Regions from separate parts of the Zea mays genome. Here region 2 is linked to region 1. A link is a contact called in public Hi-C data. All regions are on one chromosome and are shown on one strand. The core of a region is the stretch at or near the end of the contact, and the rest is flanking DNA. Distances in the headings are between cores, read along the strand shown.

Region 1 (7,894 bases), core at 1,655-4,154:
GGGTGTTTGGTTACACCCCGCTAAAATTTAGCCCATGTCCCATCGAATGTTTAAACCTACGTTCCGGGTATTAAATGTAGTCAGATTATAAAACTAATTTGTCAGCCGAAGATTAAAAGACGAGACGAATCTAGTCCAGTTGGTTGGGTCTATATTTTATACTCCTATTTAAAAGTCAAACCCTTGATGTGATCCAGGCTAAACTTTAGCAGGAACAACCAAACACCCCCTTAGAATGCAGGAGTCGTACAGAAATACCGTAGGAATCGGCTTATTTTCACGTGGAAAATGCAGGAAATATAAAAACTTTTCTCCGTTTCAAACGGAGCCTTGATATCCTCGATCTTCTGCTTGTTCTTTACCCCATTTCTGCAGTAGCACGGACGTCTCCATCCTCCAGCCAGCGATCAAGCTGCTTCTGATGGAAATGCATGTTTGGGCTGTTCTAAATAATTAAATTATCCTATAATAAAATAGAACATATATTAGAGTATGTGATCAAGCTTGCTCCACAGCCATGATTCGTCATGATGATCCATGCAAATAAACCCATAGGCCATAGCTAGCTGTGTTCAACAGAAACGAGCTCAATCGTCTCCAGGTGCCTAACTGGAATTCGTGTTTCCTTGTGGCCGCTGCCCCTAACACGCCATGAGTGTGCCAATAAACTAACGCAGCCGCCGCGTCATTTGTTCTGTAAGTATATATTATACTATATCTCGGCTGTCAATTGATGACCTGGCCAAATCTTGATCTATCACCAGTTATTACAAACAAACTCATCGAGCGGCGGAAACAAAAACAAAAACCATCACGAAAAGCTCTCAAATTGTACAGAGCTCAGCGTTTTTTTAGCCTAATTCCGAGGAAGCGGCGGCCGCGCAAGACGGTGTGTTCCGTTCCATAATGATTGACAAATCTGTGTGCTGAAATGTTTGACGGCCCTGCGTGCTTCTCGGTAGCGAGGTGATCTAGACGCGTGATGAACGGCTCAGATGGAGCGGGCCTGGGAGCCTGGGACGGGGGTAGTTGCGCACTTGCGCTTAATTAGCTGGAGGAGTCAACGCTCCTCAAACGGACACCTAGATTCCGTTAACTGACGAGTACAATAATTTTCCTTATTACGACTTGGCTAGGGGTACATATGGGAAGACCCCGACATGTTTTAGTTCTTGTTTTGTCAATTGATTATAACATACCAATTACCAAGTGGATAGAGATGAATCTAATCGTAGTCCTAAGTTGTGTTTGGTTTAACGTCTCTAAAGTGCTTTAGTTATGTTTAAATGCATCAGAGTTAATAAGTTAGCTGCTAAAATTAGCTGAAGACATCCAAATAATCTAGCTAATAATTGAGCTATTGGCTAATTTTAGCAAATAGCTAACAGTTAGAGCAACTCCAATAGTTATGTAAACTTTAGCTCTCTAAATCACAGATTTAAGAAGTTGCTAAATGACTTTTGGAGTAAAAAAATGTGAATTCTCCAATAGTTCTCTAAATATAGGTTGTAATTTTGTTTTGTACTTATCCACATAAAAAATAAGTCACAAAAACTATATAATGCAGTCAACATTTTTGTTTAGGGAGTTGTTAAATGGTTGCCAAATGTAGAGAGAAAATGAGGTTAGATGACAAGTTGTTAAATTTAGAAAGTTCATTTAGAGAACTGTTGGAGAATAGTTTTCATGTTAACTACCTAAATTATTGATTTAGGAAGTCTTTTAGAGAACTACTGGAGTTGCTCTTAGCTAGCTATTTGTTAGAGTAACTCCAAAAGACTCTCTATATACTTTCTAATCTATATGAATAGAGATTTTTTTTATAAAAAATACCTTTCAACAGTTTATCTAAATGATTATCCAAATATAGTCATCTTCTATTCCTGGTTTCTCGCTAGCCAAATATAGAAAACGTGAATAAGAGCATCTCCAAGAGACTAGTTAAATAAGTCGTCAAGCTAAATTTTGGCTACTCAATAGCAAAATAAATCTCCAACAGACTAGCTATCTGACTCACAATCTATCTGGCTCTCTAAATTGGCTCTCTCACTAGCTAAATTTGGCTAGCCACCTGACTAGCCAAACTAGATAGATAATCTGTTGGACTGAGATGCAGATATAGAGTGTAATCTTTATAAAAACGTAAATAGATAGTCAAATAGAGAGCAAAAAATGAAGAGTTTCTTGGAGATGCTCTAACTCTCCAGAGCGCAAAACAAGGTATGGAAAGACTCTTGGAGATTGAATAGATATAGAAAGTGGTTTTAATATTAACGACTCACTAAATGATAATTTAGAGAGTGAAATTTAGAAAGACTCTTGGAAATGCTCTTAGCCATCTAATTCCATTAGTAAGAAAGAATGAGCTGGCTAAAAAATAGCTAGCTAACTATTAGCGGATTTGCTAAAAGTAGCTAATAACTAAACTATTAGCTATATGTTTCCATGTAGTTTAATTTTTGCAGCACTTTAGATGTTGACTTTAGCTTTTTGCCAAATAGGTCAATAAACTGATATCACTACATAGAATAATATAGTTACAATAAAAATATTAGCAATGTATTTCGTCATTTCTTGACAATACACCCATAAATTGAAAATCGCATGCTACCGTAGACTTTGACTGACGGCCTCATTCACGGAATGGTTCGCCACAGTTTTTGTTTGCTGGAACCGTGACGGGTGCACGTATCAAAATAGGTAAATGGGACCACAAAGAAAATACAAAACAAACGTAAATAATAATACTTGAACGAAATGAATGAGAGGAGAAAATTACAGAGCAAACTCCAGGCGCAGGCGCAGGCGCAGGCGCAGGCGCAGGGAGACCTCAATCATCTGGATTTCGGCGACATATACTACTGCAGGGAGAGAATCCAAAGCCCTCCCTCCTTTGGGCTTGTCTCTGCCTCTCTCTCTCCTCCCTTCTCCCACCCACCCCTCTCTCTTGCTGTGGGTGTGCTGTGGAGAGGAGAAAGGAAGTAGAGCAAGAACAAGAACTAATAACACCAACAAGAGCTGCTGCCAACTCCTGCACAGCCTGGGCTCTCATCACTGATTGCCCACCTATTACCTTCCTCTTTTGCGATTTAGAATCACCCATATATCTACCTGCTCTCGGTCCTCTGTGAACTCTCTCGTCTTCTAGGTTTCCCAGGCCTCAAGATAGGCCTCTGGACCAAAGCTTGAAAGCAGCTGCTGTTCTTGCCTCTTTTTTTAATTCTTCATTTCGTGGTTCCTGGATTTTTGGGTTCTTAGGTTTCTTGTATCTTCCCCCAACCTTGCAAAATCTTGTGGTGAAGTTTCTTGCGTTCGCTGTTTCGGGACCATGGACGAAAGGATTCCGCCGCCGTCCCTCTTGCAATACTCGCAGTCCCCTGCTCATTCTTCCCCCCATCCCCTCAATTCTATGAGGTATTCTTCCTCTGAAAGAGAAAGGTGAGTGTTGTTCTTGATTTTTTTTTATTTCTTTTGTCACTATTGTTCTCCCTGTTGTTCTTGGTGAGTTTTGTTTTGTTTTTGATCCTGCCCTTTCGGAATCCTTCTGAGGAGCACGAGATTTGATGCTGCGGTGGAGATTTCCGCTTAATTCTAAACTTCCGGATGCCATGTTTCCCCTTGATCAATGCTGCCGATTGTTATGGAGGAGTGATCTGTAATCGTAGGGACTTCTTTTGTGATGGCTCGCTGATAGATTTGTTACTGCTGTCCTAAACGGAGCTGTATGGTTGACTCGCTGCTAATGGGTGTAAACTTTGTGTGTAACAAATCGCTCATTGGCGATAGTCACATGTAAATTTTAATTTGATGGATCGTTCTGTATATATCATATCAAAGTTTCCTTTTACATTTCATTTCTGCGGGATTATAGCTGCTTTAGTTTTAGATCCTCCAAATTATGTTTCTTCTTTTGTATCACATGGATAATAAATTTAGCATTGGCTACTGTTATCCTAACGTTGATTCTTGTTTGGCAGATATCTGGCTGAGTTGCTTGCAGAGAGGCAGAAATTGGCCCCATTTGTGCAAGTTCTTCCTTTCTGTACCAGGCTCTTGAACCAAGGTTTGTTTCCTGTGCCTCCATGCATTACTAATGTTGTTAATCTATATAAGTTTTTTTTCATTAGTTCAACCATTGCGATTGTTAATGGCGCAACACACTCACTATCATTAGTTGCTATGCTTAGATTTCCCCCAAGTCTTCTAGGTTGGGGCACTTAATTGTATATCTGTGTGAAGTTTTGCTGGTTGCCTCTGCACTTTTGTCTTCTTGGGTTTGCTATATCATGTATTTTACTATTTGCTGATCATAAAATTTCGTTAGAGATTTTTTTTGTGACCGGGTTTTGTTGTTCATTCATTTGTCATATATCCCATCATCATATTGATTTTTCCTTTTTTATGGTGATAAAAAGATAATACTCCATTGAATTATGGCTCTAAAGAATAACTCGTGTTCTCATAGTTGACAATGGCTTCCATTTATGTCAACCCAAGGGGCTGCTAACACTCTAGTGCGGCTGCTGTTTATGGCAACCTATTTTTTTATCTTGTGGATGATCACTGGCTCACTGCAGCTAATGCCTATTTTTAGCGAAGTGGAGTGTTTACTATCTCATTGGTACAATGCAGTTCATGTCATTGTACAAATTTAGAGATCCCAGGCAGGTTGCCTTTGCCCCGGTTTAGAGCGGCATGCAAAGTATAAATGTCATTATTGTTTCTGGCTTAAATATGTATAGTTGTCTAATACTCTAATTGAGTTCTTGTTTTATTTAATGCAGAGATTTTGCGCGCATCTTCTATGGCGCCTAACCATAACTTTGTTGATCCTGAGAGAATTGAGCATGGTAGCCCATTAAGGTTACCTGGCCACCCAGTGAATGGTCAGCCGATGGATCTGGAGGGCTGGTCAGGGATTCAAACAGAGGTGCATATTCTGGCATCATTGTTGTTGTCTTTCTTTTGTATTTAGATTTTGATCATGCTGTTCATTTACCTTGAATCTGCCACTAATTGTGACTAGTCTTGTCTACCGATAGAATATATAGTGACTTGTAAATTTAACATGAGATAAAATGAATATTTGTTTTCCATGTCAGAATTTATTCCTGGCAATCATGAAGCGTCCTGGTACTGTTAATGGATGAGAGTAGATGTTGTTTGAAATATTTTCATTGAGGACCAAGCTTTTTACATTCTGCCTTAGCTTATATTGTCACCTTCTCTTGATATGGTTAATCATTTTCTTTTTCTCAAGGCTTCTCAGCATATGGGGGTTCTACAAGCATCATCAATGGGCTGGAATGGTGCTCCTGTACTTGCTGCCACTCCTGTTGTCAAGAAAGTCATGAGGCTGGATGTTCCAGTAGACAAGTATCCTAACGTGGGTAGCTTTTGTAAATACTTTCCTTTAAGCTTTGTTTAATATGATATGTCATATCTTGACTGCTTTACTCTTTGGTTGTGATTAGTACAACTTTGTTGGTCGTTTATTGGGGCCGCGAGGTAACTCCCTGAAAAGGGTTGAAGCTTCAACCCAATGTAGAGTTTACATTCGAGGACGGGGTTCTGTGAAAGACTCTGTTAAGGTAACTAAATGACTATTTGATGTTCCTTTTTATATTTCTGATACTAATAATATCACTGGCCATAAATTGAAATCATTTGGCACTTTTTCATGTACCATGTATTGTTGCAGTACTGCTTATGTGATTTTTTTTTTGAAATTCATTATATTTGCACATTGTTAACTAGCAATTACTCAGTTAATTTCACTTGTGGCTGGACAAACTTGTATATTGCATAGCTCATATCATGGACAAAGACAAACTTGTGGCTGGCCGCTGGCCCTTACTGATTTGTGGTTATATACTCAGTTAATTTCACTCTGTCACATTACATAAAGTTTATATTGTGACTCCACGCTATGATAGTGGCACAAAGTTTTGGAAAAAATCTAATCAAGGTTATCATTGTCCATTTCATTTTTAGTGTCAACTAATTGAGTTATTTCTAGTACCAAGCTGCAAGGATGCATTTACTATTTAGGATGCATTTACTATTTAGGACTAGTTACTGTGTGACCCACAAAACTACGTATGTCTTCCATTTCCAGTTCTGATGTAATAGCAGCATGTAAAGTTTAAAGTTTACTAGTAAGTTGAGTTGAAATGTTATTATACTTTATACGTAGTGAGTGATCATTTATGTGATGCAGTTTAGATACATTTATATAATGACTTCATTTATTCTCTATCGGCACACAATAGTATGATTTCGTCAACGGGGTTTCCTATTTTTTCCTATAATTTACCTCAAAAAAATATGTAGTTGCATATGGACTCCTTTTTTAGAGAAAAAAAAATCTTTCACAGCTAAGAAAGGAGTAAGATATTATTTATGATCATGGTTTTCTTGTTACATCTTATGCATGACTCAGGATTATTAGTACATTACTTTTTTATCCTTCCAAGTTATCATGAGTTCATGACCAGCCTGATGCAAAATGCCCTGAAGAGCATGTATGATTTCATTCATAGGAAGACAAGCTGAGGGATAAACCTGGGTATGAACACCTTAATGAACAACTGCATGTGCTTGTGGAAGCAGAGTTTCCAGCAGATATGGTTGATGTGCGTCTTAATCAAGCTGTGTCCATCCTAGAGGATCTTCTTAAACCAATTGTATGTAACCCCGTTCCTCATTGATGCCATCATCTAAAAAGTAATTCTGTTAGCTAACTGTAGACTTTGTCAGGACGAGTCCATGGACTACTACAAGAAGCAGCAGCTGAGGGAGCTGGCGATTCTAAATGGCACACTGAGAGAGGAAAGCCCAAGCCCTCACCTCAGCCCTAGTGTGTCCCCCTTCAACTCCACCGGGATGAAGCGCGCAAAAACAGGGCGGTAATCTCTGTTCCGAAAGCCTTCATCCCCCCAAATCAATCATGGTTCAATGCCCAATTATTACACAAGCTACTGCTGGAGATGATTGGTGATGCATATGCTGGGATCATCAGTGATGGCCTATGCCTGTCATGATCTGTGCGCTTTATCGACAAGCACACAAACATGCCTGTGCTGTGCTTGGACGAATGGTCTCCGGGCTTGTTGTTTGACTCTACTATTATTTATTCTTTGTGCTTCTGACTGCCTAAGTATTATTAACATTATTGGTTTGGGAAAGTTAACAAGGCCCGGTTGGCCAGTCGCTGTAGAAAGCTTGGGGAGAGGAGGGGGGGGGGGGGGGGGGTGTCAATGTGACGGACAATAATAAGGTTTCGTTGGTGTACCTGAGATAGTTGTAATATGTCATGTGCTGATGCTTTTGTGTGGTGCTAGTACAAGACAACCAGACAGCTATAGTTGAGGCAATGATTATTTTGCGTTCATAAAATGCATATCGGTGTGCTTTCTTCATGGTTCATGTACCGGAACCAGTGTAAAATAGTTCCTCCGTCCCAAAATGTTTTAGCTCTTGATTTTTATGTCTGTATTTATAATATATAACACATACATCAAGTCTTTCGTGAATCCACTATTTGTCTAAAATGGATTTTATTTTGGCACACAGAGGAAGTATCCTGTTTGAGCTGGTCTGTGTGCCAAATATAAAGGTGTATGGAGATGCGCTATAGCTTAGCTGCAAGCTTTTGTTTCCATGTTCCATGAGCAGGTTGTAGCCATCCAAGACCTCATGTGCAGAGGAAGGGCAACGGGTAATTTTCCATTGGATTTTAGCTCCTCATTCCTGCAACGATTTTTTTTCCACGGATCCCTACGAACACTTGCCGAGCACATTTCTTTCCTATCAATATTCCCTGCGGGATAAATTCCCGTCAATGATTCATGTCCACGTTTAAATTATAATTATATTGTAATTCATTTGTTAT
Region 2 (7,894 bases), core at 2,024-4,523, 160 kb before region 1:
GGATTCTGATCAACTCCGTGGCAAATGGGTAACACGACTTGTGGGTAAAGATGCGCAACCTCTGCAGAGTGTAAAACTGGTATACTAGCCGTGCTCACGGTCATGAGCGGCTCGGACACTCACATGATTAAATTATGGAACTTAAACTCAATCTGTCATTTCATTGCATATGGGATTATTTCATTATTACTTTTATTTATTATTTCTAAGGGTTGGTATTTACTTGTACTTAGTAACTGCTAATAAAATTTTGACCAACTTATAAAAGCAATGCTCAGCTTCAGCCTTTATTTCTTTGATCAGCCTTACACTTCATGAACTCCCACCTTTGGTGAGTTCATGTCACATTATTCCCCACAACTTGTTGAGCGATGAACGTATGTGAGCTCACTCTTGCTGTCTCACCCCCCCACAGGAGAAGAACAGGTGGTTCAGGAGGAGCCACAAGGCGAGGAGTATGATCTAATCTAGGTGGCGTTTCTCAGTTGACATTGGCGCCGACGATCCTTAGTTCGTTTTACATTTATTCCTTTACTTTGTAATAAGTCTTCCGCTATGTAATAAATACTCTGATGTTTTATGACATTTATCTCTATACACTCTGTTATTGTATATGTTGTCTTCTTGGCGCATGTATGAGATGCACCCGGCTTTGTTCCTTAAAGCCCGGGTGTGACATGTACTTACCAACCGTGGTGGACTTGCATACTAACAGGATTGTGTACTTGTCAACCGATCGGTCCGTTTCGTACCAACTGTGTCAGAGCTGAACCGGCCTGTATATGGCTGCACCGATCCATGTATTGGAGAATTAGTTGATATCGATCCCGACTAATTAGTACTTTATACTGTGTACTAACCACACGTTGTCACATGTCATCTCCTAATTGGTTCACAAAATTTCGACCGTTTGAAGTTCAAAAACAAAGAAAAACTCTAGACCCTTTCTGTAAATAGAGAGGAGTGTTTGATTTCATTTACATACATCACCCTCTAATTCACTTATCTTATTTGTAAAACATCCACACTATTTTAATATGGATCTAATATGGAGTTCAAACTTTAAAACTTTCAGCGACTTGCTACAGGCACAAACTCCACAACATCTTGAGACCCTTGTCGGTGTAGGGTAAGTCTTCTTCGATGACCCTTCTTCCATATATCATTGTTGGGAGGATGTTTCTGCTCATCCTTGTTCCCTGAGTCCGCAACCTCTATCAGTATCCTCTTCCTCTATATCCCTACAGATCATCAGTGTATGCTCCTCCTCCTAATGAAGACCATATCAATAATGTTCCTCCCGCCATAGACGCTCTTCCTTCTCACTTATCCATATGCTCCTCCATACATGTATGGGTATCTATATGACGCTCCTCTATATGAATCGTATGGTACCCCTCCATATGATGCTCCAAATGGTGCTCCTCCATTCATTCCATAACTCGTCTGGTACTCCTCACTCATATGGTGCTCGTCTGGTGCATTTAATTCATTTAGTCCATGATCATCAGGTGCATTTGCCATAACATATTTCTTCTTGTACCAAGAATCAATTGTAGTATTTTTTTGGTTTTATGATTACCCTACAAAAATAAATAGTCCTTTCGATTTTTTATTTGAGATTTGTTAGTGTATATTTGAACTATATAGTGTCAAATAAAGAGAAATAGAGGTAGTATTTTTTTAGATTTATTTAAAACACTCGCTAGCTACCTTATAACAGAAACCCAAACAAAAGGAAATTAATAAGAAAAAGCAACGTGATTTAGTACATACAAACTGTAGCAAAAAGGAATGAAAAAAATACTAAACAAAGTAAAGATCTAATTACTTGTTCAAAGAGGCCGAGAGGGTGTCTATAATCTGCAGGCAAGATGTTATGCGCCTGGATGGCTGAATTATAGGCAACAACCCTTTCCATTGTCGTGGCATCACAAGGTTTACAATTTGGAACGGGATTCAGTGAATCTCGGTTATTTTTACCGATTCGTTTCCAAATCTAAAAATAAAAAGTCAAACTTGGTAAAAATGAAATTGTGAACATTAAAAACATAATTATAAACCCTTAGGTGCAATGCAATAGGGTTCGGAAAGGGATTCGAGAAGACTGAAGGCGTCGTACGCCTTTTCCGCATGCTAGCAATACAAGGTTGATTTGCAGTTGCTTCTTGTGTGTATTGACTACATAGGCTAGGGACGGCAACAAGCATGAAACTCACATGTATAGGAATTATAAACATGTACCATGTGGTAAATACTTATCTGCGATGGGTACACTATACATCCCACACCCTCTACCTGTGAGTACATAATTATACATATATTTCACATGCGCGTGCACACACACATATAATGCGGGTACATAGGTTTACAGGCACATGTCCAATTTTTCGTACCCACGAGAAAAAAACAGTCGAGTTAAGAATCAATCCACAGTTCCACACTCGTGTTTGTGGGTATAAATCTACACCTAACCTCACATCCTACAAGATTTTCACCTACATGCATGCGAGTAAAATGTGTCCGTTACCATCCCTAACACATTAGCAGCCTGCTATGCCTTGAGCCCTTAGCCTATGGCTACTATGTAAGGCCCATTAACATGTTGTAGCCAACATATAATGGTGTCTCCAGCAGTTTAACTATCCTGATTTCTATCATATTTTTTATTTTAAATTTTACTTTGTGAATAGTACAATGTACAACGCAATGTGTTGGAGACGGCTTAAGGATTAAGAGATATATTGTGCTGCTTCCTATTTTGTGCAATATATATAACACATATACTTTTAGAATAAGTAGAGGAGTGTTAATTTTTTCTGCTTTGTTGGGGTGAATGCCATATAGCTAATGTGACAATCGATATAGCTGGAAGGTTTAAAATGCGTGATCGCTCGCTCCAGCACATACCTCCCACATGGACACATGGTTGATGGTTGGCACAGCGCTACGTCCGGTCGCCACGTCCCCACCACGCACTGAAGGCTGACGACTGACGTACGGGAGGACCAACTGGAGCCACAGCCACTCGACTGGTGGGTCCCAGTCTCCCAGCCCAGCCGCCCACCGACCACACACCGCCGCCAGGCGGACTTTTCCCGTATATGACCCCACCTGACAGTACTCCATGGCCCCGCGCGCCAGCCTCTAGTGCTTTGGGTTCTCCGCCTCCACCTTTTTTCCGCCCGCTCCCCACCACAAAACCGACAAAAAAACTGACCATTTTTTATTGCAAGGAAAACAAGCACCAGTTTGGCTCGTCTCGGCCTCGGCGCGTGCCCCCGACCCGTTGCTGACCCCGCTCCCCGGTGATCTGATGTCGGCGGCGGCACGCGCGCCACCGCCGCCGCGCGCACTCTACGCGCCGTCGAGAAGAGTCCCTTTCGGTGCCGTGATCCTATCCGCGCCGCGACCCGGGGCTAGGGTTCGCGCGGCGCGGCCTCGCGAGGTACGGCTCTGCGTTCGCTCCGGATGCCCAGAATCATTCTGCGTTCCGTTTAGTCGTCGTGGTCGATGCTGTAGGAGCTAGTGCCTGGCGGGGTTATGGGTGCTACCGCCTCGCGTTGCTGGTTTCGAGCTAAACGCGAGGTTTTGGTGCAATTTTGAAGGTGTGAGGTGGCGGGTGTTGGATTAGCTATCGGCCTAATGCAGATGCAATTGGGTCGCTTCGCTGTACAATCCTATTGCTATTCAAGCAAACAAACTGTTTGTTGATGTGTTTCTTTCATTTTGGCAGCTGTTTTTTTATTTGATAGCATGGATTGCCTCGATTTCATTAGTCGCTATGACTGTCCTCAAATCTTATATTTGTCACCTAGAGGCACTATAATGAAGGAAATTTTGGGGTAATTGAACTGATAATCATGGACTCACAAATAATTAAATTGCTTCTATGGCTGTACTAGTGATAGTGACTAGTCATTAGTTTCTTCTGTCGCAAATTTATGTGTTTGCTGTACTAGTAATCACTGTAGTTTATTTAGTTGTAAGGAGGGATCTAAGCAGCAAATCATTTCTTACTTTGACTATAACTAAATATTTCAGGTCCCACGTTTATTCATATTTACTAGTTCTACTATTTTTCTGTCTTGCTACTTTTAGTATTAAAAACAGAGAACAAAAAAGCAATCGGAGGGAGATCTGGAACTTAAACTAGGGTTGTTATGAAGAGATTACAACATTGAAGATCACATTAATTGAATATTAGCTTGCCTGCTTGATGGCATCTGCTAGTGCAGCTGTCCAAATCCGTTTGTTTTATGTATCATCAGCAGAAATCTCAACATCTTGCTGGGATTGTACCTTTTGGTTTCAGGGGAATGTTCATAACCATTGCCTGCTGACATCGTCTAGTCTGAATTCAAGTTCTTTGCTATGTCCTCCATGCAATTGTGCTCAAATGGCTTTGGCCGACACAAGAATTGCTTACCAGCCTGAAGTCGACAAGCATGCTGGAGTTCTGGTATGGAAGCTTTGATACTATTTTTTGTACGGGATGAGTCCTCTTCCCTTGTCCTGACAAATGTTTTGTATTCATCTGCAGGCCTATGAACTGGTTCAAGGGAATCTTGTAAGTTTTGCATTCACGCAAATTATCTGTCATTAGTTGTAAAACTAGCTTGATTTTGATTTTTTTGTCCAATCGACATAAATCAAATTCAACACTTTAACTTCAGGTTCAGTGGAATTCATTTATGGACAAATCAATACCTGATCCACCAACAGCTGTTCTTCTTCATGGCATCCTTGGGAGCAGGAAAAACTGGGGTAAATGAGGAGTCCTCAATGTGTCTGTAATTTGTCTTAATATTTGTATTGGCCCATTTTGTATTTTGTTATAGGTTTGAAGTTGAGTAACATACTTGATTTTTTTATATTTTGGTTGTGAACCACATGACTAACAAAGTAACAAACAAATTGTCTGTGAAGGATCTTTTGCGAAGAGATTGGCTCAGGAATTCCCAATGTGGCAGGTCATTATATCTATCATTCTGATGGTGGCCTGAATTACTCTACAATGCATATCATATATGAAAAATGATTGACATTTATGGTTTCTCTTTATGAAGTTCCTCTTGGTTGATTTGCGCTGCCATGGCGACTCAACATCAATTAAGAAGAGTGGACCACACACTGTTGCCTCAACTGCTCTTGATGTTCTAAAGCTGGTTTGTAGCTTTTTGCGTCAGCTATTTATGTCTTCGCTCTTTGGCTTCTCATTCTTTTCAATCTTCATTTTTATCAATAGAACTAGAAGTGTAGCTTGTTTGAAAATGAACTCTATCTGTGTCCAACGTGCTTGCACAATATCTGCATATTCATCTTATTGCAAATCTAGCTTTATGCATTTGGAGACAAGCCTAACTCTTCATGTTAGGTTACATGCATCAGCGTCATATGACAAAATGCATTATTTGAGGTTCCTGTAATCTAATAGTCATCACTATGAAGTAAATGACGAAGTGATTTGGTGGCATGGCACACACCTTTTTCAAAACTTCTTTATTATATTTGGTGCTATTTGTTGTTTCTTGGTTGTTCACTCCTTTAGCTGACTTATATTTTGCTCCATCAAAATCCAACAGATAATGCAGCTCAGGCTAACCCCTCGGGTTTTGGTTGGTCACAGCTTTGGTGGAAAAGGTTTTTATTAATATATGTCTTTACCGTTTTGAAATGTTATGCTTTACAACAAAAGTAATTAAAATGGATATTGGTACTCACATATGAGCTTTGCAGTGGCCTTGAGTATGGTAGAACAAGCTGCAAAACCACTTGCTCGTCCTGTTAGAGTGAGCTCTACTTCTTGTTTTGAATGTTGTTGGTGTAATTGAAATATGTTTGCATTGATTAGTTCTTCTCTGTTATGCTTATTTTCTTGATATTCTGTTTCTTAAAAGGTATGGGTTCTTGATGCTACTCCTGGCAAAGTTCGGGCCGGGGGAGATGGTGAAGATCACCCTGCTGAACTTATTGAATTTCTCAGAAGAATGCCTGAGCAGGTTGGACTCTAAGACATATCTTAAAAACTTTACTGAGTAATACATTTTGGTGCCCTGTCACAGCTTCAGGACTCATTTTTATTTTACATTTTATTGTTGAAATTTAGGTTTCTTCAAAACAGGAGGTTGTTGATGCTCTTGTTAAAGGACAATTTTCTATGGACGTTGCACGGGTATGGTTAACAGCTTATTGAGATGCCCTTTCAGGCTACTCTATCTTGTTGTCTCCAATGAAACAGCAGCCAACAGATATTCCTTTTTTTTGTGTTGTTTCTTTGTTTCAGTGGGTGGCTACAAATCTACGTCGAACCAGTCCATTGGGTCAGCGACCATCTTCAAGCTTCTCATGGACTTTTGATCTAAATGGCATCTCTGAGATGTACAAGTCTTATGAGGATACTAACTTATGGTAAATCTTCAGCGATGCCAGTTGAGATCATCAAAAGAAAGTATGTTGTGTGACTAATGGAATGCTGCTCCATTCAGGAGGATTGTAGAGAATGTACCAAGGGGTGTTCATATTAATTTTCTAAAAGCTGAACGAAGTTTGCATAGATGGGCTCTCGAAGACCTCCAAAGAATTTATACTGCGGAGGAATTAGCTGCAGATGAGGGTGGAGGAGTTGAAATGCACGTGCTTGAAGACGCTGGACACTGGGTATTTTGGCACCCGCCTTTTTTTTCTTTTTTTTTACAATAAAGCTGCAAACCAAAATATTTGATTATTTGCATGTTTCCTTCCAGGTTCATGCAGACAACCCAGACGGTCTCTTTAGAATTCTTTCGTCAACCTTTCGAATCGAAACTACTATAAGAGGAATGCAGGACTGAGGATCAAACCTTTATCGATCCAATGACAATAGAGGGGAGGCATTTCTGAATCGATTCTACTGTAAGAGGAATGCAAGAGGATCAAACCTTAATTGATCCAGTGACAATCTGAGAGGAGGCGCTGACACTATCAGAAGATGTGTACATTACAAGCAGGGAGGTGGAGCCAGCATTTTTCTGAATGATAGGCGTCTTTGTTCATTTGTTCATTCTTTTTTTTACAAAAAAAAAGAGTATGTAACATGAGTTATACAACTAGGCTGTTCTTCGAGAAACAACCTGTAACTGTCTGTCATATACTTGACGAATGAGAAGCGTTTTCGTACCTGTTTTAGCCTGAACGGTTCAGTTGTAAGATCTCGAATTAAACTGCCTGATTTGCAGAGTCTAGAAAAAAAATGTTCCTGATAGTTGCCTAGAGAGGGAGGGGGACGGGGTTGAATAGACGACAGTACTTGATTCACTTAGAACAAAATGAACAATTGTCAAAATATAAAACTAAGATCTTTTCTTGCAGATGTGTTGCTTTCAAATAATGCAGAATAAACTTATATGGTGTTTGAATGCACTAGAGCTAATAGTTGGCGGCTATCTAAAAAGTTGTAGTCATTTTCCTAATCTTTCCAAAAAGTTATGAATCACTCTTTTTGGTGGTTTAAATCTTCGGTTATAGATATTTGAAGTATGGATTCTGAATCTGTCTAAATCTAGATAGATACATCTTTTTCGTGTTGATTGACCTTGATAGGTATTGAATCAGCATACGATGATTATTAATGTTTTGTAGACAATTTTATTAGATTTTTAGAAAGTCTTAGATCACCTGTTTTGGATGTCTGAATCTCTGGTTATGGCTAAAATAAGTACATGCTATGCTATGTTGCTGTCCAAAATCTGCGTGTGTTAAGTTTGTTGCTTGCACTTACTTTGGTTTGGCTAAGTAGGTTTGGTTAGTCCTTGATTGATGAAGACTTGTAGTCACTATACTCAAGTTAACATATGTCCCTTGATTGATGTGTTTGTCATTTCCCATGTTATGCTTGTGTGCAAATTAAGTATAT

Evidence for each region. A called contact is a pair of places that touch in the nucleus more often than the background predicts.
Region 2: a contact with region 1 is called in a Hi-C map of tassel, with 2.8 times the contacts expected there. The contact joins the promoter of LOC100381431 here to the promoter of LOC100274205 in region 1. A contact is called at or near these places in 2 of 25 Hi-C or Micro-C datasets (leaf and tassel) and 1 of 3 datasets of contacts at active chromatin or transcription factors (seedling).

Annotation. Positions count from the first base shown.
Region 1 is chr3:174,910,986-174,918,879 of Zm-B73-REFERENCE-NAM-5.0, reverse strand. LOC100274205 (KH domain-containing protein) reads left to right here and starts at 2,904. Exons shown (of 7, transcript NM_001148577.1): 1 at 2,904-3,414; 2 at 3,978-4,063; 3 at 4,785-4,930; 4 at 5,261-5,386; 5 at 5,475-5,591; 6 at 6,543-6,686; 7 at 6,760-7,152. The coding sequence starts at 3,329. The coding sequence ends at 6,912.
Region 2 is chr3:175,075,423-175,083,316 of Zm-B73-REFERENCE-NAM-5.0, reverse strand. LOC100381431 (alpha/beta-Hydrolases superfamily protein) reads left to right here and starts at 3,273. Exons shown (of 13, transcript NM_001174272.1): 1 at 3,273-3,448; 2 at 4,316-4,462; 3 at 4,544-4,570; 4 at 4,677-4,767; 5 at 4,930-4,973; 6 at 5,070-5,168; 7 at 5,586-5,643; 8 at 5,740-5,792; 9 at 5,901-6,002; 10 at 6,110-6,175; 11 at 6,287-6,411; 12 at 6,489-6,660; 13 at 6,747-7,242. The coding sequence starts at 3,317. The coding sequence ends at 6,833.